Regions from separate parts of the Sus scrofa genome. Here region 2 is linked to region 1. Evidence: chromatin contacts called from public HiChIP or PLAC-seq data. All regions are on one chromosome and are shown on one strand. The core of a region is the stretch at or near the end of the contact, and the rest is flanking DNA. Distances in the headings are between cores, read along the strand shown. Region 1 holds the start of AES (amino-terminal enhancer of split). Region 2 holds the start of GNA11 (G protein subunit alpha 11).

Evidence for each region. HiChIP or PLAC-seq counts read pairs in DNA pulled down with a chosen protein or histone mark.
Region 2: an H3K27ac HiChIP or PLAC-seq map of skeletal muscle shows a contact between it and region 1. The contact joins the promoter of GNA11 here to the promoter of AES in region 1. A contact is called at or near these places in 2 of 47 Hi-C or Micro-C datasets (embryonic fibroblasts and liver) and 1 of 2 datasets of contacts at active chromatin or transcription factors (skeletal muscle).

What each region holds. Positions count from the first base shown.
Region 1 is chr2:75,490,398-75,495,017 of Sscrofa11.1, reverse strand. AES (amino-terminal enhancer of split) reads right to left here and starts at 2,810. Exons shown (of 7, transcript XM_021084158.1): 1 at 2,610-2,810; 2 at 1,378-1,475. The coding sequence starts at 2,636.
Region 2 is chr2:75,454,098-75,458,717 of Sscrofa11.1, reverse strand. GNA11 (G protein subunit alpha 11) reads left to right here and starts at 1,863. Exons shown (of 7, transcript NM_001044538.2): 1 at 1,863-2,001. The coding sequence starts at 1,866.

The sequences.
Region 1 (4,620 bases), core at 1,561-4,060:
AAGCCAAGGCTGGCTTCTCTAATTTTCTTTAAAAATGTACAGTTGCTGCCACTGTTAAAAAAAAAAAAAAAAGGCAGTTTCATTCCAAACTGCATTTCTGGCCCTTCCTGAGGGACTGGCAGATACTGTACCAGTCCCCAACACAGTAGGACTCCTCGCTGTATAGCAGGAAGCCCAGGCCCAGCGGATCGTGACTCCAAAGCTCAGAGAGGGGGCCTGGCCTACCTGAGGTCACACAGCATGAGGCAGCAACCTGACCCTCAGTCTCTGGAGTCAGATCGGCCAGCCAGATTGGATCAGAGGAGAGCAAGGGCCAGGTAGGGAGGGTAGGACCCCTGGAGAGGCTCAGAAAGGCCAGGCCTGACAAGCAAAGCTCCTAAACCCTCCACATCACAGGACCAGAACAAAGCTCCCGGGCCTGCCCTTCAACCACCTTGCCTCAGTTTCCTCACTTTGAAATGGGCATATGATCAAAAAGCAGGGAAGATTCAATAAAAGGATGTATGTTCAGTATTTGGCAAATGGGGAGGATAGGAACACCCCCAAAGGAAAAACAGATCTCACTATTCCTATCTCTTCTTGGAGAAAACTCAGGATCCTTCATAGAACACTTTTGTGTGACCAAACTGAGGTCCAGAGAAAGCCCAAGACCCCACTGGTATCTGTGGCCATGGACCCCCTTCTGATTCTCAAGCAAAGACCCCCTCCGGAGCTAAGGCTTGAGACTTTGCAGTCTTCAACCCAGAAACTGAGTGTGAGAATCTCATTTTGCCACTTCCCTGCTGGGCAACCCCAGGAAACCCCTATCACCTCTGGGTTTAAGTTTCCCTAAATGTAAAATGAAGATAATAATAGTTCCTTTTTCTTAGATCTGGCACATGGCAAGCCCTTTAGAAATGTTAGATTAAATTCTGGAGGGAGCATCGCCTTGCTGCTGGGTGCCAGAAACCTTTTCTCCAAAACTAGGCAAAGAGATAACAAGCTATAGACTTTCTTTTGAGGGGTGGGTGGGGCGATGGAAGATCCAGCCCCCAACTCCAGCTCTTGGGAGGTCTTTTATCCAACGCAGTCTGGGGTGGGGGTGGGGGAGGGGAGAGGGGCTTGGAAACCAGACGGCTGAGTCTTTGGGCAAATTATTTAAATTCTTGTGCCTCAGTTTTCTCCTCTATGAAATGGGACTGTCCTAAAGACTAAATGAATTTAATATCCGTAAGTGTTGGAGACCTGGTCTGCCACATGAGACACTCAATACCGATTTTTTCCCCCCATTCTGTGTGTATAGCAGGGACCACAACTTCAGCTCCAGGCCTCAGTCTTGCCTTCTGAGCAGGGGGCTCCACCTTCACCCAGGGCAGGGACCACCAGCCCTCAGCTCACCTGTGGTACTGAGCCTGCAGGAGCTGAAACTCATCTTTGATGCGGTCGCAGGAGTCCGAGGTGGTGAATTTGAGTTGCTGGGGTAGGTGCGACGAGCCCTGTGGGGAGGGGGCGGCCCGGGTCAGGACCAGGAGGGGGCCGCCACCCACCTTCCTCCCTGAGGGCGCCCCCCCTCCACCAGGCTGCGGCCTGCGCAGCTGCAGCGTCCCCCCACACCCTGCCCCACTTCCCTGGCTGTGTTTACAGCCCCTGGCTCGGCCCCCGCCCTCGCTTCCTGCCCCCGCCTCTCCCCGAGAAGCTAAGGAGGGTGGGTGCTCCCGGAGCCGCTCGTCCCCCTCCACCCCCAGGCTGTGGGGGTGCATTTGAAGGGCCGCCCTTGGTGGGGGGTAGGGTGCGCCCTCTACCGCGCCTCCACAGCGCCGGGAGGGGTTGCACGTCTGAGCGTCCCAACTGCCTCAGGGAGGGGGGAGAACGCGTCCTAGTGAATCCCCCTCCCCAAAGCTGGGAGGCGGGGGCAGGCTTCCTGGCAAAGTCCCCTTGGGAGAGGGGGCTCTCAGCGCCCAAAATCTTCCGGGGGTGCGGGGGCCCACCCCAGATTCCTAGCACCCTTCCTCCAGGCCGCGCGCTCTTCCGGGAGGGGTGCGCCTTGACTCTCCCCCACTCCCAGGCCCCAAAAGCAGCCCCAGCGTTAGAGGTGCCTAGTGGGGCTCCCGGGGCGCCCCAGGCCCCAGGCCAAGGCCAGCGAGGCCCAGCCTGGCTTGGGGTGGGGGTGCGCAGGGTCCAGGGTCTGGGGCGTGCTCTGAGCTGGGGGCAAAAGGGGACCTGGGGGGGCTCTGGGCCCGGAAGCTGGGAGGGGGACCCGGAGCTGGCGGCGGTTGCGGGGGGGGAGCAGCTCTGGGCCCAGAGCTGGAGGGGACTGGGCCCAGGAGTTGGGGGGAGGTGCCGAGCTGGAGGCGGGGGGTTGGCCTGGCAGGGACCTGGAAGGGGGTCGCAGGGCTTGGACCTAGAGGGGGCGCTGGGTTCGGATATGGGAGGGTACGGGGCCCCGACCTGGAGGGACGCAGGGCCCGAACCTGGGGGAGGGAATAGCCCCGGCTGGGAACTGGGGATACCGGGCCAGGACGTAGGGGGACGCAGGGCCCGGAGCTGGGGGGGGTGGCTGGGCTGGGAACCGGGGGTGCCGGGCCCGGACGGGGGGGGGGGGGGCCGCCGGGCCGACGGGCCCCGCTTACCGAATGCCTGCTTTGTGGAAACATCATGTCAGTCGCGGCGGGGGGCGCAGGCTGCGCCCCGGCTGTGCGCCCCGACTCGGGCTGCTCGGGGCGCCGGGCGGCCGCGCCTTTGTCCCGGAGCCGATCGGCAGCTCCCGGGGCCGCCGCCGCCGCCTCCCGCGCCCGGCCTCGCCCGCTTCCTGCGCCCCCTCCCCGCGCGCCCGGCCCCGGCGCGCCCCGGGCCCCGCTTCCTGCGCGCCCGGCGCCCCTCCCCGCCCCTCCCCGCCGCCCGCCTCCCCGCACGCCCGGCCGCCGCTCCTATTGTCTAATGGCGGCGACGCCGGCAGTGGCCGCGGCCTCGGCTGCGCGGAGGCTCCGGCTCCACCTGCTGCTGTCGCCGCCGCCGCCGCCGCCGCCGCTGCTGCTTCCCGGGCCCCGTGCGCGCCGCCGAGGGGGGGGCGCGCGCCCGGGGAGGCCCGCGGATCCCCACCCATCCGCCTCCCCCGGGCCGGCCGGCGCGGTGACCTTGGGCCCGCGCGCCCCCGCCCCGCCGCGGCCCCTCCCGGCCGGGTGGCCTCGGCAACCGCCAGGGCCTCGGTTTCCCCATCGGTCAAAGCTTGGGGCCCGGCTGCCCCCATCGAAACCGCCGGCGCTGTCATGGCGCGACCCGGACGCGTGCCAGGGACATGCTCTGTAACCTTGGCTCACTGGCTTTTCTCTGAGCCTCGGTTTCCTCCTCCGTAGAAAGGCGGGGATGATACCGCCGACCTCCTGGGAGCCATACCTTGACTCACATTAATGGAGCGCCTACTGTGTGCCAGGTGGGGGTGGGAGGGGGTACAGAGTCCCTACCCTGGTGGAGAAGACAGAAGACAGAGAGACCAGCCAAAGAGCCAGGTCCCTGGCAGGTCAGATGGTGGTAACAGCTATAGAGAAAAGAAAGCAGGAGGGAGGGCCGGGAAGATGTGATTTTAAACAGAGGGAACTCAGATGGACCTCTTTGGCCGCTAAGCGGATCTGAAGACGAGAGAGGGAGCCAGTAGGCTATGGGGTTGGTCGCTTATTTTAGGAGGCAGAAACAGCCAGTGCAAAGGTACTGAGGCAGCACTGTGCCTAGCACAGGTGGGGGTGGGGTGCTTGAGAGGAAAAGGGAGCAGAGGGGCAGGGCTAGCAGCTTCTGGAATTTGCACAGAGGCCTGGCTTCCAGAAGGGCCTCTGCTTGGGTGGATGATCTGCTGTGTTGGTCTGGAAATTCCTAATAATTTTTGAATGGTCTTGTTTTGCATTGGGGCCTGCAAATTCTGTAGCTGGTGATGAGGCGGGACAGATGGTGCAGGGCCTTGTGGGCTCAGGGAGGATTTGGGCTTGCTCGGAGTGAGATGGGAGCCCTGTGAGATGGTGGGCAGAGGAGAAACAGGGCTGATGGGGACTTTGATAGGATCTCTCTCCCTTTCCTGTGGAGAGCAGGCCTCCAAGAAACCAGAAATAAGGCACATTAAGTTCCAGGAAGTGCTAAATACATAGGCTCTTAATTGTCACCATCATCATCATCCACTATGCACCTTTGCCTCCTGGATGAATTTAAATTCTTCCAGCCTTGGGTTTTCCCATTTGTAAAATGGAGACTTAGGACCGTGGTCACCTTTCCCAGGAAGATGAGGGTCCAGGACAAGGTTGAGATGAATAAGCAAAATTTAAGCCCCTCCCACCCCCAAAACCCATCAAGATAAAACAATACTTTAACACTATACATATGTATATATATTTTTTCTTTTTAGGGTTGCACCCACGGCATATGGAGGTTCACAGGTTAGGGGTCGAATCGAAGCTGCAGCTGCTGGCCTACACCACAGACACAGCAACACAGGATCTGAGCTGCATCTGCTACCTATACTACAACTCATGGCAATGCCAGATCTCTGTCCCACTGAGCAGTGCCAGGGGTTGAACCCAAATCCTTGTGGATACTAGTCAGACTTGTTTCCGCTGTGCCACAATGGGAACTCCAACACAATATTTTTAACAATAAAAA
Region 2 (4,620 bases), core at 614-3,113, 35 kb after region 1:
AGGGTGTGGAGGGGGACCCCAGACCCCTGCCCTGACTGCGTGTCCAACTAGGGTGGGGGCAGAAGGGCCAAGATCAGAGCCTTAAGGAGCCAACCTTTCCTCAGTCCCAATCAACTAATCAGTGGAGACCTTGACCTTCCCCTCTCCCCTTATCTCAAGACAGGTGAGCACAGTGTTCAAGGTGCAGCTTGGAAGGTACATGATGTGATCTGGGCAGAGCCGGGGGTGGGGGTGGGGGTTCCAGCCAAGTCAGGGCTGGGGGAGGTGCCGATGTCAGGGAACTGTGGAGAATGGCACCTCACTTTCCTTGTCCATGAAATGGGTCTCAGCATGAGGAGCACCTCAGACTTTTATACTTTTCCCATCATTCGAAACACATGGGTTGAGTACCTCCTGTGTGTTTGGGCCTCTTTCTAGGTCTCTTTCTGTTAAGAGGCCAGACAGTGAAATTTTTTTTTTTTTTTTGTCTTTTCTAGGGCTGCACCCGCGGCATATGGAGGGTCCCAGGCTAGAGGTCAAATTGGAGCTGTAGCCGCCAGCCTATGCCAGAGCCACAGCAATGCCAGATCCAAGCCACATCTGCGACCTACACCACAGTTCACAGCAACGCTGGATCCTTAATCCACTGAGCCGAGGCCAGGGATTGAACCCATAACCTCATGGTTCCTAGTCTGATTCATTAACCACTGAGCCACGATGGGAACTTCCAGATAGTAAATATTTTAGGGCTGTAGCAACTACATAACTCTGCTGGTGCAGGGTAAAGGCAGCAAATCTCCATAAATGAATGGGCGTGGCTATGCTACCATAAAATTAACTTGGCAGGACTCGGTATATAGTAGGCACTTCATTAATCCTTGTTCCCTGACTGTAATATAGTAGCGCTGCACTAATACCTGGTCCATGCCTGGTATATAGCAAGTGTTGCATTAATGCTTGGACATGCAAGGTTTACAGTAAGCATTCCACTAATGTTTGTTTCCTGCCTGGTATACACCAGGCATTGCATTAATGCTTGGTTACATCGTGGGCACGGCATTAATAGCTGGTCCAGGCCTGGTATACAGCAAGTACTCCATTAATGCTCATTCCATACCTGGCATACAGAAGGCCTTACATTAATGCTAAGCCCAAGTCTGGTATATAGGAGAGGTTCCCTTAATGCATGCTCCAAGAATGGTTGAGAGTAAGGTTCATTTCTGGTCAGGCAATGGCAGGGTCCTGGGAGGCCGTGAATGCTGGTACCTCGCTGCCTCACATGGAGCCCGACGGATCGACCGACAGCAGCTGCGGATCTGAGCCTTTAGCTCCAGCATAGCCGAGCAGGGCCGAGCGGAGCCGAGCGCAGCCGAGCCGCCCTGCAGAGTCCGCCACATTCCCACAATCCCGGGCGGCCCCGCCCGGCTCCCAGCTGCGCGTCCCCCTTCCCACGTCGGCGCAACCTAACCCTCGGGCGCGCCCGCCTCGCCCCGCCCCGCCCCGCCCGTGCGACGCCCCGCCCAGCCCAGCTGCTAGTCCCGCCCCCGCGGCGGGCGCGCGGGCCACCGCCCCCTCCCATTGGCCGCACTGGCCGCCCGTCGGCGCTGTGCGGGCGCGGGTTAGGTTGTGAGGCGCTGTCGCTCGGTCGCGGCGGCTGCGGTTGGCGGTGGCGGCGGCAGTGGCGGCGGCGGCGGCGCGGGCAGAGGGCGTCCGGGCGGGATCAGCGGCCAAGCGGGACCGGCGCTCGCAGGTGGCCGAGGCTGACCGCCGGCCCGGGGGCCGAGCGCCGAGGGCCAGGCGGGCGCGGCCAGGGCAGCTCCGGGCCAGGGCCGGGCCGGCCGGGGGGCGACGGCGGGGGCGGCCGGCGGGCGGCCGGGGCCGGAACGATGACTCTGGAGTCCATGATGGCGTGTTGCCTGAGCGATGAGGTGAAGGAGTCCAAAAGGATCAACGCCGAGATTGAGAAGCAGCTGCGGCGGGACAAGCGCGACGCCCGGCGCGAGCTCAAGCTGCTGCTGCTCGGTGAGTGGGCCTGGCCTGCGGGGTCCCCAGGGCCAGCGGCGCGGGGACGGCCGAGCGTGGCGGCCCTGCGTGGTGTCCACGGTGGGGACCCCGGGCCTTGGGGTCAGCGTACTCGGTGCCGTCGGCCTCTGGGCCACCTAAACCCCGCAGGGTCATCCCCAATCTCTGCTGTACAGGCTGAGTCCCTGAAACGCGAGGGGCCAGCTCCTGCCTCTGCTGTCCACATCAGCGCCCCAGAGCCTCAGGATCTGCCCGTGCCTCTTCTTTCCATGGCAGGGCCCTGATCCCCAATCCCCGAAGTGTCAGTCCCCAGTCTCTGCTGTCCAGAACGGGCCCGGGTTCCTTCAGGATTAGCCCTCGCCCCTCCTGTCCAGGTGGGCTCCCAGGACGCTTCGGGATCAGTCCCGGCCTCTGCTGTCCACTCCTTGATCCCTGCAGGGCCAGCTTCTGCTTCTGCTCTCCAGGTCAGGCCCCCATAACCCTGGAGGGTCTGCCCTATGCCCCTTCTCTTGAGACACGGCCTCTCCCTGCACAGGGCTGGCCCTCCGTCTCTCCCCCACCAGGTGTGCCCCCCTTGCTGACCCCAGCATCTGTTCAGGTCCAGACCTTCCGGCTGTAGTCCAGTAGATGTGCCCCTTGCCTCCTGGGATCCTTTCTCCACTCTTCCCACCAGGTGGAGCCCTGTTCCCTGCGTGCAGGGCCCCTCCAATCTCCGTTCTCTCAGACCAGTCTGTGTGGGGAAGACCCATGTCCCTGCCAGTGAGGTACACCGCATGGGCGAGAAGACAGCCTGTCCCCTTTTCTTGGGGTCGGGGCAGGTGGAGCCCCAGAGGGGCCTTAGCCGGTTTTCAGAACTGGCCAACTCGGCAACCCCCCCTATGTCTTAGTGGGAGCCTGGGCTCCCCGGTCCTCCTCTCCTCCTGGAGAAGACTCCTGTTCGAATCTCCATCTCCCCAAGGCACACCTGTTGGTGGGAGCCAGTCGGCCCAGCTGTCAGCGAAGTGTTGTCACCCCAAATAAGGGTTGTTGGAGGCCTTACCTCCGCAGTCAAAGGCAAGAAGGTCGTTTACACAACAGAAGCCCTTGCCCTACCTTCTCTGGACCTGGGCTGCATTCCTGCACTGTGGGAAAGTTGGAAATGCAGCTGCGATGGGCCGTGGGTGGAGGAGGGGTCTGCCGCGGAGGGGTGTACCGGCTTATTGGTGCAGGGTTTGGAGTCACTGAGTTGCATGGTGGAGGAATGACTTTGTGGAGGCTGCAGGTCTTGGTGGGAACATCTTACTTCTCCCACCTGTGGGGACCCCCCCTGTCCTCTCTTTGATAAAATACCTTGCCAATTTCTTTTCCCCAAATTTGTTCCGCTTTACCTAAAGGCTATAACATGGGCCATCTTTGCAGCAAAGACAGGCAGAGAGTAACCTTAAAGTTTGGAGAAAACTGGCAGTGGAGTCCCAGTGGCATTTGGGAGGACAGCGTGGCACTGGCTGGCTTTTGCCAGAAGAGGTAGACTTTATTGTCAGAACTGGGGTTTCAAAATTACCAGCATATTAATGTTACCAGACCCATGGCCTGGCTGGAGGCTGGAGGCTGGGGGCTGCGTGAGCCCGCAGTTGCTCCCACTGCCAGCCCTGAGCCCTTCCAGGCCCCAGACTGACATGGTGGTGGGTGCTCCTGCATCCTTGGTATGTGTATCTGGTCTCCCTGGGCCTGGACTGAGGAGGCTTGCAGGGGCTCTGGAAGCATCTGTTGCCCACCCTTGGGTGTGGGGTGTTGGCTGTGGGAGCACCTGTGTCTGTGATCCTACTCCTCCCCTGAGAGAAGCACCCAGCCCTGCCCTGCGAGCGTGCAGGAGGTGGGGAGTCTGATTTGAGAAGCTAGGTCCTAGGTATGGCAGGCAGTTAGGATGATGATGGTCCAAGGCAAAGTTTTATGACACGAGGAGGACGGTTGTAAGGCTGGGTCAAGGTCCTAGGGATGTGCTGGGGGCCGAGGGGCCAAGCAGCATCCCTGCCTTTTGTACTCCATGCTGGGAGCACCCCCACTGGTGACAACCACAGATGTTCCCAGACATGGCCTAGTGTCCTCTGGAAGCAGAATCACCCGTGTTTATGTTATTAGAATGCCTCCATGCCGTGTTAGCATGCCATGTGAGGTGCGTGTTGCAGAGCTGGTGCATGATCACTGTAAGTTATTTCGTCAGGTGTTTTGTGAATCCTAAAGAAGTGAATACTTTTGTTTGTTTGGTCCAAAGCCAGGTATATGTGTGCACTCAATATGCAGTTCATAGTTGAGCACATGTGATGTCCGTGTTCAGTTTCGTTGATTCTCTTACTCTGGGCCATGTCCTCGTTGACATCGGTCTGTGGTGAGGACTGGGAGTAGCGCACTGTCCCTGCAGTGGCCACAGTGCCCACCGCGCAGCAGCTCTCTCCCACTTGACAGGAGAGAACCCCGGCTCCAGTTAGGAGCTCCCGGAGGGGTTCGGGAGCCAGCTTCCTGCTGGCTTCGGCCTCCCATGAACTCTCCTGGTACAGGTGCAGCGCTTTGTCCCTGCATTTCTGTCACTCAGCAGAGAACCACCGAGCAGCCCCTTGTCTGTTCCTTGGGGCAGGTTTCCCC